2 separate regions of the Danio rerio genome follow, and region 1 is linked to region 2. A link is a contact called in public Micro-C data. All regions are on one chromosome and are shown on one strand. The core of a region is the stretch at or near the end of the contact, and the rest is flanking DNA. Distances in the headings are between cores, read along the strand shown. Region 1 holds the start of tspan7 (tetraspanin 7). Region 2 holds the start of bcor (BCL6 corepressor).

Region 1 (5,905 bases), core at 2,456-4,955, 350 kb after region 2:
AAATGGATTTAATGAATTGTGAAATTCACCATTTACATCAATTATTTGGCACATTTAACTCATTTCTCTCTTTTGTTTTAAACAATCAGTGACAAAATGGTGTCATAGACCATTTATCAAACTCTTAACTAACAATAGCTTCAGGCTATGGCATTTTTTTGGCCAACAGAACTATTGTAGCTCCCTGCTCCCTGACTCTTTATTGGTGTAAATAAAGTGTTTTTATTTACACCAATAAAGATGTTTTCCTATGATTTATTTGAGTGCAACATTCCCTCCACCGACACCAACACGAACACTGAAACGCCCCATTCACACGAGGCGTCAGCGTCAACGCTTCCCATTCACCTTGAATGGGTGATGTCAGGCGTTGCCGAACTGCATTGTGGATCCGCCGGTGCCGCTTCAGTGGTGTTGCTCGCTGCAGGAGTTGGGAATTTCTCAACTTTTCAAGCGACAACGGATGCGTCAGCCGATCAGATTGCTTTATGCAAATACACCAGCTCAAACAGTAGTCAATTAAAGACTAACTTCATTGGCTGACGCTGCTATGACGATCGCGTCAGCCCCAACTTCAGACACACCCTCTATCAAGTGTTCACGCTGAAGCACCGTGTGAATCGGGCGTAACACAGCGTCAGCCAATGAAATTAGTCAGCAATCACCTATTGTCTGAGCTGGTGATTGCATACAGCGATCTGATTGGCTGGCTTGACTTTTCTCGCTTGAAAAGTTGAGAAAGTTCCAACTTCTTAAGCTAGCAACGCCACTGTAGCACCGCCGGCGGATCCACAATGCAGTTCGGCCACGCCTGACATTACCCATTCATGGTGAATGGGAAGCATTGAAGCTGACGCCCCGTGTGAATGGGGCCTAAGAGCTTTGTATACAAAAAGAAAACAAAACCAAAAGTAAGCAAACCGTAAAACAAACATGAAAGCCATATACAAATAAACAATTATCACTTGAATTCAATAAAAAAAAAAAAACATGTTAAACGTGAAATGTCAGTACCTTGTTCTCCAATCAAACCAGAAGCTTAACCTTTAAGCTGTTGCAGACCTCAAAGCTGGGACGCCATGATCATATGCGATCTCTGTGTCTGTTTATATCCGTAACAGTAACCAATTCAAAATAAAAGACTTCCCTTTTCACACTGAGTGCATCCATAACACAAATTAAATTAAATACTGTTAATATCCAATATACATATAACAAAGTAGAAGAGAAAAAAAGTGTGTAAAATAAAATCAGTATAAAAATATTGTAGAAAATCGACACAACAATATTAAACAATATCAAAGTCATTAACAACTATTGTGCAAACACTTTAGAATATATTGCATTAGTCTAAATAAACATTACACAATGCTAAATTGCACATTAGGAATATAAATCTATGAATATACTGCATGTATGTAATCACATTCAGTTTCTAGTATCAACCTTTAACCAGAAACTGCTAAAATTTGCAATATCAAAATCACTTAAAGTTATATTATACACTAAAAACCTACTTCTACATTACTTGATAAACTAATTGGTCACTTTAGATATTAATAAAATAGTCTCTTCTGGTCTAGACGTGCCATTTTTGGTCAGATTAAGGGCATTTCAACCTAGGCATGTTTGATCAAATTAAAGTGAATTCAGGTGTGACTGCTTATTCATTTGAATAAGTATGAACACTGACATTTTAAACCTTGGTGTACACCAAATAAGTAGATTGAAGCATCTTAAAATATTATTGAATTTTCACACCACCACCAATAAGAGCAATAAAGTAGCCTGAAGTCATTTATTTTAATGTGACAAGCTACAGCGAAAGCGGCGCAATGATGAAGGAAAGTTAAAATCAGGTCAACTTTATGCTAATGAGCTATGACGCATTCCGACAGCAACCTTCATCGCAATGTAAAAGTCCATCGCTTGAGAGGGTTCAAGAGAATGTAGTCCAATAAACCACAGTAGTTCCCAAGCAAAACGAAGGAGATGTTGATTGCTGCTATGTGGATTTCTCAGTTCGCAATGTAGAATGCGCACAAATTAATGTTAATGTAGAGACCAAGGCTATTAAACATCTTCTATAAACAGCATGAAACTAGACTAGCATTGCTGGTGGTGGTGTGAACACACGGCTAATCTCAATCCACTTCCAAACAAACTCTGGTGTGCTTTGACTTGCATATGAACTTAACACATTTGTTTAAGTATCCGTTAGCTCCTTACCCTGCTTTGACTCTAGTTCTCAGCTGAAAAAGTTGTTTAGACAATATTCTTTGGGATTTAAATATAGATCATAAAAATCTTTCTTTTGAATATGTACTTGCAGATTTAGATTGACAAAGCGGATGCCAAATGGATCATGACCAAATACATATTTGTTTTAGATCCAGACCAAAAACCCCAAGAGAAGGAAATATGTCTCATTGCAGTAGATTTTTGTTATTCGTGTGTGCAATGGAAACATTTCTGGCTCTGTTTTAACTCCTTTACACACAAAATGAAAATGTGAACACTAAGCAAACAGGATTACATGTATCATTTATATTTTTGGAGTGGACCAAACAAATCAAAAGAACTGAACTACAAATGTGAACACACTCTCTGATGAATCACAGACCGCACTATGCATATACCTGGCCATAACATTTAAAAAACCCCTATAGTCCTTTACAAATGTTTGTTAAAGCCTTATTCATTAAAGTTATAGTAATGCAATCTAACTGAATCTCACACACAGATACCAAACCAGTACCGGGGCGGTGCCGAGTTAACTCTCCAAATGACTTTCAGCAGACAGAAACCATCATGTTTATGCCTGAAGATGAGGACGCTGACGTCTCATATTCATATGACAGAGATGAAGGTCACTTCAACCCCTAATAAACCGGTTTAATTTCTAGAACTTGAGCAGATTTGGACATTAACATTTAAATCTATAATTTAAGATGTGCATGTGTTCAGACCTGGACATCCAAATCTAATTCATGACCAATCATTTTCTGCAAACGTCTTTGTTTGGACATTAAAATCCAATTCATGATCAATCACTTCCAGCTCCTGTCCATATTTGGCCATTAATATTTGAAAAATATGATTAATAATGTACAGCATTTGCTCGTATTTGAACATTAATATGCAGTTAATAATTCACAACCCTGTGTATAAGTCCATTTCTGAACATGAATATTCAACTCATGACGAATAATGTTCTGGCTATGTCCATATTTGGATATTAACATATTTTTTTTATTAATAATAACATCAAACACCTTGATTCTGACTCTCCAAAACGTCTCGTTTTTCATCTTTTTTCATTACTGGCATCAAAAATGCACATTGTCCATCCTAATCTCGAACACATTTAGTGATGCACATAATCATATTCGTGTTTCTAATGGCCTCGGAAGGGTCCAGCCCTGCCATGATGGAGATGCACTTGTTTTCCAGTGGCGCAATAATGCAACAAACGTCTTATTATGATAATAAATCATTTCAAATGCTTGACGGCACGCTGCAGAAACATGACACGCTCAAAAACGCCAACAAATTGCTCTCACTCACCCAGAACACGAAGGAATAGACGATGAGGAGCGTTTTGAGGCAGGTTATGACTGGTTTGGTCTCCATTCTCCTTGATGCCATGAGCGCAGTGGGTTTGTGCTGCTGTGATTCTCCGCTGCGCCTCTGCTCCAGTCACTCTAGATCCGCCTGGCCAATCACGGGGCGAGATACCCCGCAAAGGTCCCGCCCCTCGCTGTCAGGCTCCCAGCCGGCCAATCAGAGGAGGAGTAAGGAACGTTCAATCCCCGCCTCCGAGACGCGACGCCCTCTGCTGGACGTCACATGACAGTGACGACAGTTGCGCTAAAGGTGAGGCAGGTGGCTTTTGCGTCAGTGAAAAGTGAGGAAAAAATGAAAGCAGGTTTTTTAATCTATGTAAATATGTCCGGGGTTTTGGGGAAATTAATATTGAATATTGAATCAGAGACGTTTTGTTAGTATTGTTAAAGGACATAAGATATGATTTTACAGCATATTTATTTACAGCTAAAGCGGGATTTTTTTTAAATAGTATTTTTTTTGTCTTTCCAAGAATAAACTAAATTTAAAAAGTGTTTATTTTGAGTCTAGTTCATTTGCATTTATTTATTTTTTTTGTCAAATAAGTTTTATTGATGAAGACACAGATTCAAGACAAAATTAATTCTGTTTACATATTTTGTCCACATATAACATAGGCACAGCAAATAAGGAAATTAAAAGGAGAAAATTAAAAATTAAATAAATAAAATAAAAATAAAATCACCCACCCACATAACAAGCAAACTTGTTACAAAGACCTGTTTGAAAAATAGAGTATGAAGACAAAGCATGTTAAAACATTACAGAAATGATGCATTATTATGAGTTTTTTTTTCAAGGTAACAGATAAAGGGATTGCAAATTTTGTCAAATTGTTCCAGTTTTCTTTTCAAATAGTATCTAATTCGCTCCAAATGTAACATAGAAGCAATTTCTCCAAGCCACAGTTTACATGTAGGGGATTCCTTTTTTTCCAAAACAGTAGCAGTAGCTTTTTGGCAGTAGTTAAGCAGTATGAGAGCATTTTATGTTGTGTATTTGACAACAAATGTGTTTGTTCAGAGAATCCCAGAATTACAAGCATTGGATCTGGTTGTAATTGCAACTTCAACACTTCGGAAAGCACATCAAAAATTCCATTCCAATAATTCTGTATCTTAGAATAAAAAATAAAACTGTGAGATAGATCCGCATCTGATGAATTACATTTGTCACAAAGAGGTGAAATATTTTGGAAAATTCTATGTAATTTTTTCTTTGAATAATGTAACCTATGAATTATTTTAAATTGAATAAGACAATGTCTAGAATTAATAGATTGTTTATTAATATCCTCCAAACCTGACTGCCACATTTCTTCTGAAATTTTCACTCCCAATTCTTTCTCCCACTCTTCCTTAAAACATTTTGTGGAGGGGGAAGTAACAGATAGTAGTTGTTCATAAATTATTGATAATGGTTTTTTACTACCTTTACACCAATCTAGGCATTTGTCAAGGATGGAAGGGGGTGTACTATCCAATGAAGACGTATGGGCATGTATGTAGTTCCTTATCTGTAAAAATCTGAAAAAATTATTCTGAGGGAGTTTAAATTTCTGCTGTAATTGGTTAAATGAAGCTAGATTTCCATCAGCGAAAAGATCTCCTACAGTATGTGCACCCATTTCCTTCCATTGCGTAAAAGTTCCATCTAATGTAGATGGTATAAATGATGGATTCTTAGCAATGGGAGTTAGAAGAGAAATTGACTTTATCTTGCATTTATTTTTTACCATACACTTTTTAGCCTGACGTCGAATACGTTGTATTTTTGCAACTTTTAAATGCTGAAATTGTGTTTATCAAAAATATATATACAAAATAAAAAAATGTGCACGTTAATAACAATAAAAAAAAATCATTCACTTCCAACCATATTTAATAAACTTATAAAAATATGAACAAAATAAAACTAGTTTATCATTTAATTAATTATCAGCATATAACTATTTATTTATTTTTTTTACCTAAAATGATTTTAATGCTAGAAATGACTTTTGATACAAAAAAAGAAATATCATAAACCTCAACAAAATTAAATAAACTTAAAATACTGCTTAAGTGTGTCCCGGAAACGGCTGGAGGGGCATCCGCAACAACGTGCTGGATAAGTTAGCAGTTCATTGCGCTGTGGCGACCCCGGATTAATAAAAGGGACTAAGCCGAAAAGAAAATGAATGAATGAATGTATTGCTTAAGCAGGCTAATAATAATTGACCTTAAATGGTTTAAAAAAATATATATATTTTTTATTTACAACATAAAATAATACATTT
Region 2 (6,518 bases), core at 469-2,968:
TCTGTGTGTAGAGTAACAAAGCTGGTAAGCCTACTAAAATAAATGAACAGGTCTACATCATAAAAGAGCTGTGCAACCCTTTGAAATGTACACTACACCAACCAGGCCTACATTCTCTAATTTTGCTGAAACGCGAAGCGCTGGCTGTGTGAATATAGGACTCTGAGCACGTTCCCGAGCTCTTTAAGCGCGTTCCCCAGCGCTGTGACCTCCAGGTCGACTCCCCCGGGGATGATGCTTGTGTGTGGGGGAAGGGTTTGCCCGTCAGGCGGTGGCCAATACATCCTCCGTCAAAGCCCCGAGCAATCCTGTTACACACGCAGCTCGCGCGATTATCCCGCTCCTCTTCTCTGCGCGACAAAAACAGCCTCTCGCGCAGAATGGCCACGAACACCAGGCAGTTTGGCCATGTTTAGGAGCATTCTAGTTGTATAAATATTTTCTGTAACGTTCTTGGTTTTTTAAAATTAAATGTTTTCCGAACGTTTTATCTAAACAACAAGTGTGACGTTTCTCTGTGTTGTATTTGTATAGCCTAATCTTATCATCAGGGTTGTGGAAATAATCTCTGCAGATAAATATCCCATATTATTGAAATCGTCAAAAACAATTATTTAAATGTTTTGGGTACTTTTTAAAAAGTTCATCATTTTCAAAACCCCAAATGACATTTAAATGTTACATAAAGATTTTTTTTTTTTTTGTAAAACTGTCATGAAACATAAGAAACTTTCTCCATGACATTTAGCCATTTATTTATCTATCATTTTAGCCTAAATTTTGCTTGCTGTGATCTTTTAAAATCAAACTTTGGCTTTAGCTTCATAATTACAGGCCCCAAAAAGGTCAGCGTCATTTTTTCTGCAGTTTGTTTATGCACGTGCAATTCTGATCATACGCTAATAAATAATGTCTTTTGGACAACAAAAGGTCAGCCACAATTGTACTTTCCATAAAAAAGCCATGAACTGCACCATACATTTGTGTAAGCAGTATATATATATATATATATATATATATATATATATATATATATATATATATATATATATATATATATATATATATATTTTTTTTTTTTTTTTTTTTTTTTTTTTTTTTCTTTTTGCAATTTTTTATTTATTTATTTTTGTATGTTTAAAAAATGGTTTCTAATTTTTTAAGATAAATATTTTATTTATTTATTGATTGATTTTAATCTGTTTCCCTTTGAAAATAATCATTGAAATTTGTTCTACTTAAAAAAAAGTTACATTCATATCACTTTATGCCATCCATAGGATTTTTGAACAGCCCATAAATCTATCTTTCACCTCCTTCTCGCTTTATATCATAAGCCAAAAATACCGTTTTGTGGTTTTCCAGAAGCCTCTCAGCGGCACTGCCGATTAATTTTGTTTACGGAGCCCGTACGCTGTGCGAAACACCCCCCTCTCGCTGTATTCTACACGGGCGCATCGAGTCGTACAGAGAGAGCGCAGCCTACTGGGTTTATGGTAATTGCGGTTGTTCCCCCGACTGGCCTTCTGGGTAAGAGAGAGAGAGAGAGAGCTGGAGAGAGAGAGAGAGCTAGAGAGAGACAGGCGTCTTGCGCTCAGCTTTCATTCCCCGCTGCACGCGCTTAGGAGAGACGCGCGCACACACACAAGCAGCAGTCGCGCGAACACTGAGCGCGCCAGGGATATCGCCTATCGGAACCGGGACAAAGAAACAGAAAATTTACCGCAATCGTACCCGGGAGAGTAAAGAGAGAGCGGGGAACTCGTGTGGCGGTTTAGATGGCAAACGGTCCTTAAATGTGCGTGTGAGGACCGGCCCGTGCACACACGAGCAAACACACTGCTGCCGTTCTCGCGGCGTGGCTCTCGATCGCTCGTTGTCTTGCAAGCCCAACATGGCGCTGCGAGGCGTCATATAACAGACTGAGTTCAGTTCAACCCGAGCCCCGGGGATCTTTCGCCACCTGTGCATTCACGCGATTCGTGTCGAAGCCACCCTGCTCATCCGAATCAAAGGAATTACGTTCTGCGTCTGCATGGATGTATATGGATCTCCCAAACGCGTTCACAGTTTTTCGCGGAGTGGATATTCGTATTCGGCAAGTCCGGAGATACTTTGAACTTCTGACGGACTTCATATGAAACAAAGAGAACACTCGCGGTACTAGATTGACCTGAGTTTTAGGTTACAGAGTAATGCAGCTTTCAACAGGAGCATCTGCTCGTCTTTGTTTTAACGGGAATCTTTGAACGTCTGAAAAACTAAAAGAGTGAAAACTTGCATTTCAAGAGGAGCTCAAGTACATTTCGTGCAACTCAATGAACATCAAGAATCACAGCTTTAAGGTAAGAACAGTTCAGGCTTAATTATTGATGTTTTCCATGACTTACCTGCTTATGTTTGTTCCGTTACATTGTCCTATTGGCAAGTACGGGCGATTAGTTTCGTGCGGACCTTTGGTAAAGCTAAAGAGGGTTCGTTTTCGATGCCTTTCTAATCATGTGTAATGATTAATCATGTGTCATGATTAGAACATCCCAGCATATTGTTTGATATGTAACATCTCTGTTTGAAACTTGCGTTGGTTGATAAGTTTTCAACATCGCCTCTGTGCTGACTGGTGTCACGATCTTGTCGTTGTTGACATGTCTTGTTGGTTGTTTGAGTTTGTGTGCAAACATTAGAAATCGCTCTCAGTTTACTAAACTGAACATCTTAATGGTTCTGTCAATCTATGGGCTGTCTTTATTTGCTACAAAAACATTTCCCAGGTTACGGGACTTTCCTTTTTATTTGCTGACCTTTGTGGATTGTGCATCACAGGCTATTCAAAGCGAAAATGCATTGTAGATTTGTGGAACTGTGGGTTTCTGTGAAATTCACGTGTGTTAATTTTCTCTTGTTGAGTAATAAGATGCCAGAAATGAAGCGAGCACGCGCTCACGGTGGCGCGTGGACTTTCTTTTTCCGATCGGGATACACCGCGAGCGCTATTGATTGCGCGAGCCTCGCCCTTTTATATGACGGTTTCCAACCTCATGAAATTTCCAATAAACCATTTCTTGCGTTTTTTTTACTAAGGTTCGAAATAAAGCAATGCGTGTGACCTCCAAACATGTATACATACGTTTGGAGGTCACCTCGATTTCTTTTATCCACTGTGCTTTGTGAGGGGAGCGAAATGATGGATATCAGAAGCTTTTGTATTCATATAATATAATAAGGGTTTACTACGGGGTCTCGTGCTAGACTTTAAAGCGCAGTGTTCTTCAACATGACCGCTTTGTGGAGACACTGCCCTCCTTTTGTTAATGTTGTTGACGAGACACTTCGCGACCTTGTGCTCAAAGTTCTTCGCTGTCTGGTCTTGTCCCGAACGGGGGAAATGACTTGGCCAGCTAAGCAGACACTGACAGTTCTGTGTATAATCTGTCACAAAACCTTGAAGTTTGAGAAATCTCTTTGTCCTCGACTGGCTCGGCTGTTTAGACATTTAAGAGAGATATTCAGATTTTTTTCTTCACTTAGTAGGCTAGCTGTATTCCACCCATTACGCAGCGTATGCTGGCGCACCCTTGTTGGGAAAACCTTATGAGCATCTCAGCCGTGAAGGAGTCGCGATGTCCGAAAGTCTGTATAGTTTACATCGCACAAGGGCTGATCCATGAACCATTATCACTCTGCCTTGAATAAGACACCTAACACCAGTTTTATCCAGCCTGACTTAATGGGTGCAGTTTAAGTCACTTTAATCACTAATTAGTATATCTAAAGAGTTCAGACAACATCTGAACACTTTGCTGGTGGTTGTTCGTTATGTTACTTTCACCAAGGCAAACTTGGGCCCCTTTAGTTACTGGCCTGCTTTTTTTTAGTCAAACCCGTGGGTTAATTTTTCACTGGAGTCTCGTTTCTAAATGGTTGCGACGTGCTATTCTGCATAATTAAAGCGCTGTGGACGCTATTAATCAAACATGTCAGAGCGTATCCGTATGAATCCTGGTGGAAAGAAAGCCCTGGATCCATCCATATTTTCATAGGCTTGCCTAAACGGCTACCGCAGATTTTTGGCATCAGTGTTTCAGCGTGACTCAATCATACTGTCAATTTTTAAAAGTGCATTTCAAATTGACGCATATTGCTACACATTCTTTGTGTTTTTTCAACCCCTTGGTTCCTAATAAGAGCCAAATTGACTTAACGATAAAAGTAGTTATTTAGGATATTTTTATGTTTTTAGATCAGTTTGTTTTTTACCCTTAGAAAAAAAATCCTGGTTGGCTTAAATTTTCAAGCTGAATCAAATTAACCTTATCAGTCCATTGAACATAGGTTAAACTGACTTAAAATAACTTGCATAACTTATAAAATTAAGTTAGTTATTTTAATAAGTTACAATGACCTAAAAACTTATTCGGACAGGACTGATTGATCATATTTATGTTTTTACAGTGTAGGCCTATGCAAGTTTAAGGCGAATTTAAAACGAAAATCAACTAAATATGAGGCTATAAGAACACAAAGTAAAATCATATTTATTTCAGAAACAAAAACTATTAAATATTTTAAAGCACTTCATATCATATCAAATTTTCTATTCTAACTAGTGTATATTCACACACTGACATGGTCTGTTAAGTAAGTGTTTAATACTTTGTGCCAAATCACACATTGAGAACTTTATAGAGTGGAACTGATTATATTTAATGTAATATAAAAGCCAACAATCTGCTCGTTATTTGTCCTAATCTTTTCAATACAACCCAATCAAGCTTCCATATATTGGATTTTTGTCTCAAATGTCGGACAATCTTTAAAAGCTACACAGTCATGCGTATGTGAAATCATATTAGGTTTGTGTAAATGCCATTAAAGTTCGTGGCAACTGGCAAGTAACACCGGCTGTTTTCCATCGTTTATTTGGTCCACTCCCCGACTCGCCCTGCCGAGACCCCCAGCTCTCCGGGTTTGTTTATTTATAGCCCGTCAGCTCAGTGTGAGCTCACGCCTGCATGCTCTCCTCACCCACGGAGCCTGTCTGCTGGAGACAGACCAGCCTATTCCGATGTCAGCGTCAGATTTGCAAGAGAGAAAGTGTGACATGTCTGCCCCGTATTGTAATGCTCTATACATACCCGCGGGTGGAATTTAGACCGACAAGTCATGGCCTGAGTTAAACCGGTGCCACAGTTCACAGAATATTTCAAGTGATTGATGTTGGCAAGGAATCTGGCAGAAATGAGACCACCGAAAATGAGCCACATGACAGAGTCTGGCTGCATTAGAGGTTACGGGGAAGTCATATGATATAGGGCATTATAGAGACCAGCGCACTGCGGTCAATGTTTTAGATGGCTCTTTGGTGCATGTTCGCCGAGGCTGTATGAACAAGGAATGTGTGCTTTGAGTAAAATAATAATGGTTGTTTTGTTCTAGCACAACCTTTTACGTAGAATCAAAACATTCTTTGGGTGAAAAGGCTTATAATTTATTGCTTTTGTTTTGTAGGTCGTATCTTACAAACTTGTTTTTTCAGCTATAATAGTTTGAGTTTAGCTTGTTTCAGGGATAAGCCCATGATCCCACTTTTTCACGTCGCATTCAAAAAAACAAATTGGGCCAAATCTAAATATTTTTGGTATTTAACACTTGACTATCAGTGAGCAGACATCCTCACAGGGTTGCTATCTTTACTAAATTCGATTGCCAAAGTTTGCTTTCGTCTTGGCAGTCCGTTTGGTTTCATTCGCCAGCGTTTAGTTCGTGTGAGGGTGGAGGGATGCGCTCGGATCGGATTTCGGAGTTTGGCTCCCGCTGGAGACGTCACGGTTTGATTGAAGTTTCTTCTCGGTCCGAGCGGTCCCACGGGACGGCTCGCGCTGAAACAGGAGAGCTCTTCTCTTCGCTTCACCGAGCATTTGTGCCGCAGCAGGAGCCCCGGCGTGCACGGATCGCTGCGCGCTCCCGGAGCGACGCCTACCCATAGATGCATTGTTTTCTTTGCGTTCTTTCTCTTTTCTAGCACGTTAAAAGATCGAATTCTTGATCCAATGCCATTGTATTCACGATAATCAAGATATCGTTTGGAAATGCCAATTAAGGTTCCAGTTTGAGCAACATCCTCAAGAAAATTAGCTACCTTTCTCCCAAAGTCCTTGCGCAAACCATTTAACCTACCAGTCCTTTAATAAACAAGTCAGTGCCTGCTCTCTTTACCGTGGTGGATAGTAGCCTATAGTTACAAAAATTTAAAATTGATATTGAGTTAGAATGCTGTTTTTGCGAAAGCTTTAATGAAACTATTTCACATTTATTTTGGTCTTGCCAATATACTCGACTATTATGGATCAATGTTGAAGCTTTTATTGCCCATAATATCTTAAAAACCTTTTCCTTATCTTATAAACATGTGATTTTGGGTTTTTATGTTAAGGATCGCTCTTTAAAAGATGCTGGTTTTATTATAAATTTAATTTTATTATTATGTAAATTTCACATACATAAATCCAAGTTTTCCA

Evidence for each region. A called contact is a pair of places that touch in the nucleus more often than the background predicts.
Region 1: a Micro-C map of caudal fin shows a contact between it and region 2, with 4 times the contacts expected there. The contact joins the promoter of tspan7 here to the promoter of bcor in region 2. A contact is called at or near these places in 3 of 18 Hi-C or Micro-C datasets (caudal fin, embryo and an unstated tissue) and 2 of 4 datasets of contacts at active chromatin or transcription factors (caudal fin and embryo).

Annotation. Positions count from the first base shown.
Region 1 is chr22:11,142,477-11,148,381 of GRCz12tu, forward strand. tspan7 (tetraspanin 7) reads right to left here and starts at 3,706. Exons shown (of 8, transcript NM_001130818.1): 1 at 3,568-3,706. The coding sequence starts at 3,648. It also overlaps a transcript of sgsh not described here.
Region 2 is chr22:10,794,291-10,800,808 of GRCz12tu, forward strand. It overlaps bcor (BCL6 corepressor), which reads left to right and starts at 1,719. Exons shown (of 13, transcript NM_205626.1): 1 at 1,719-2,345.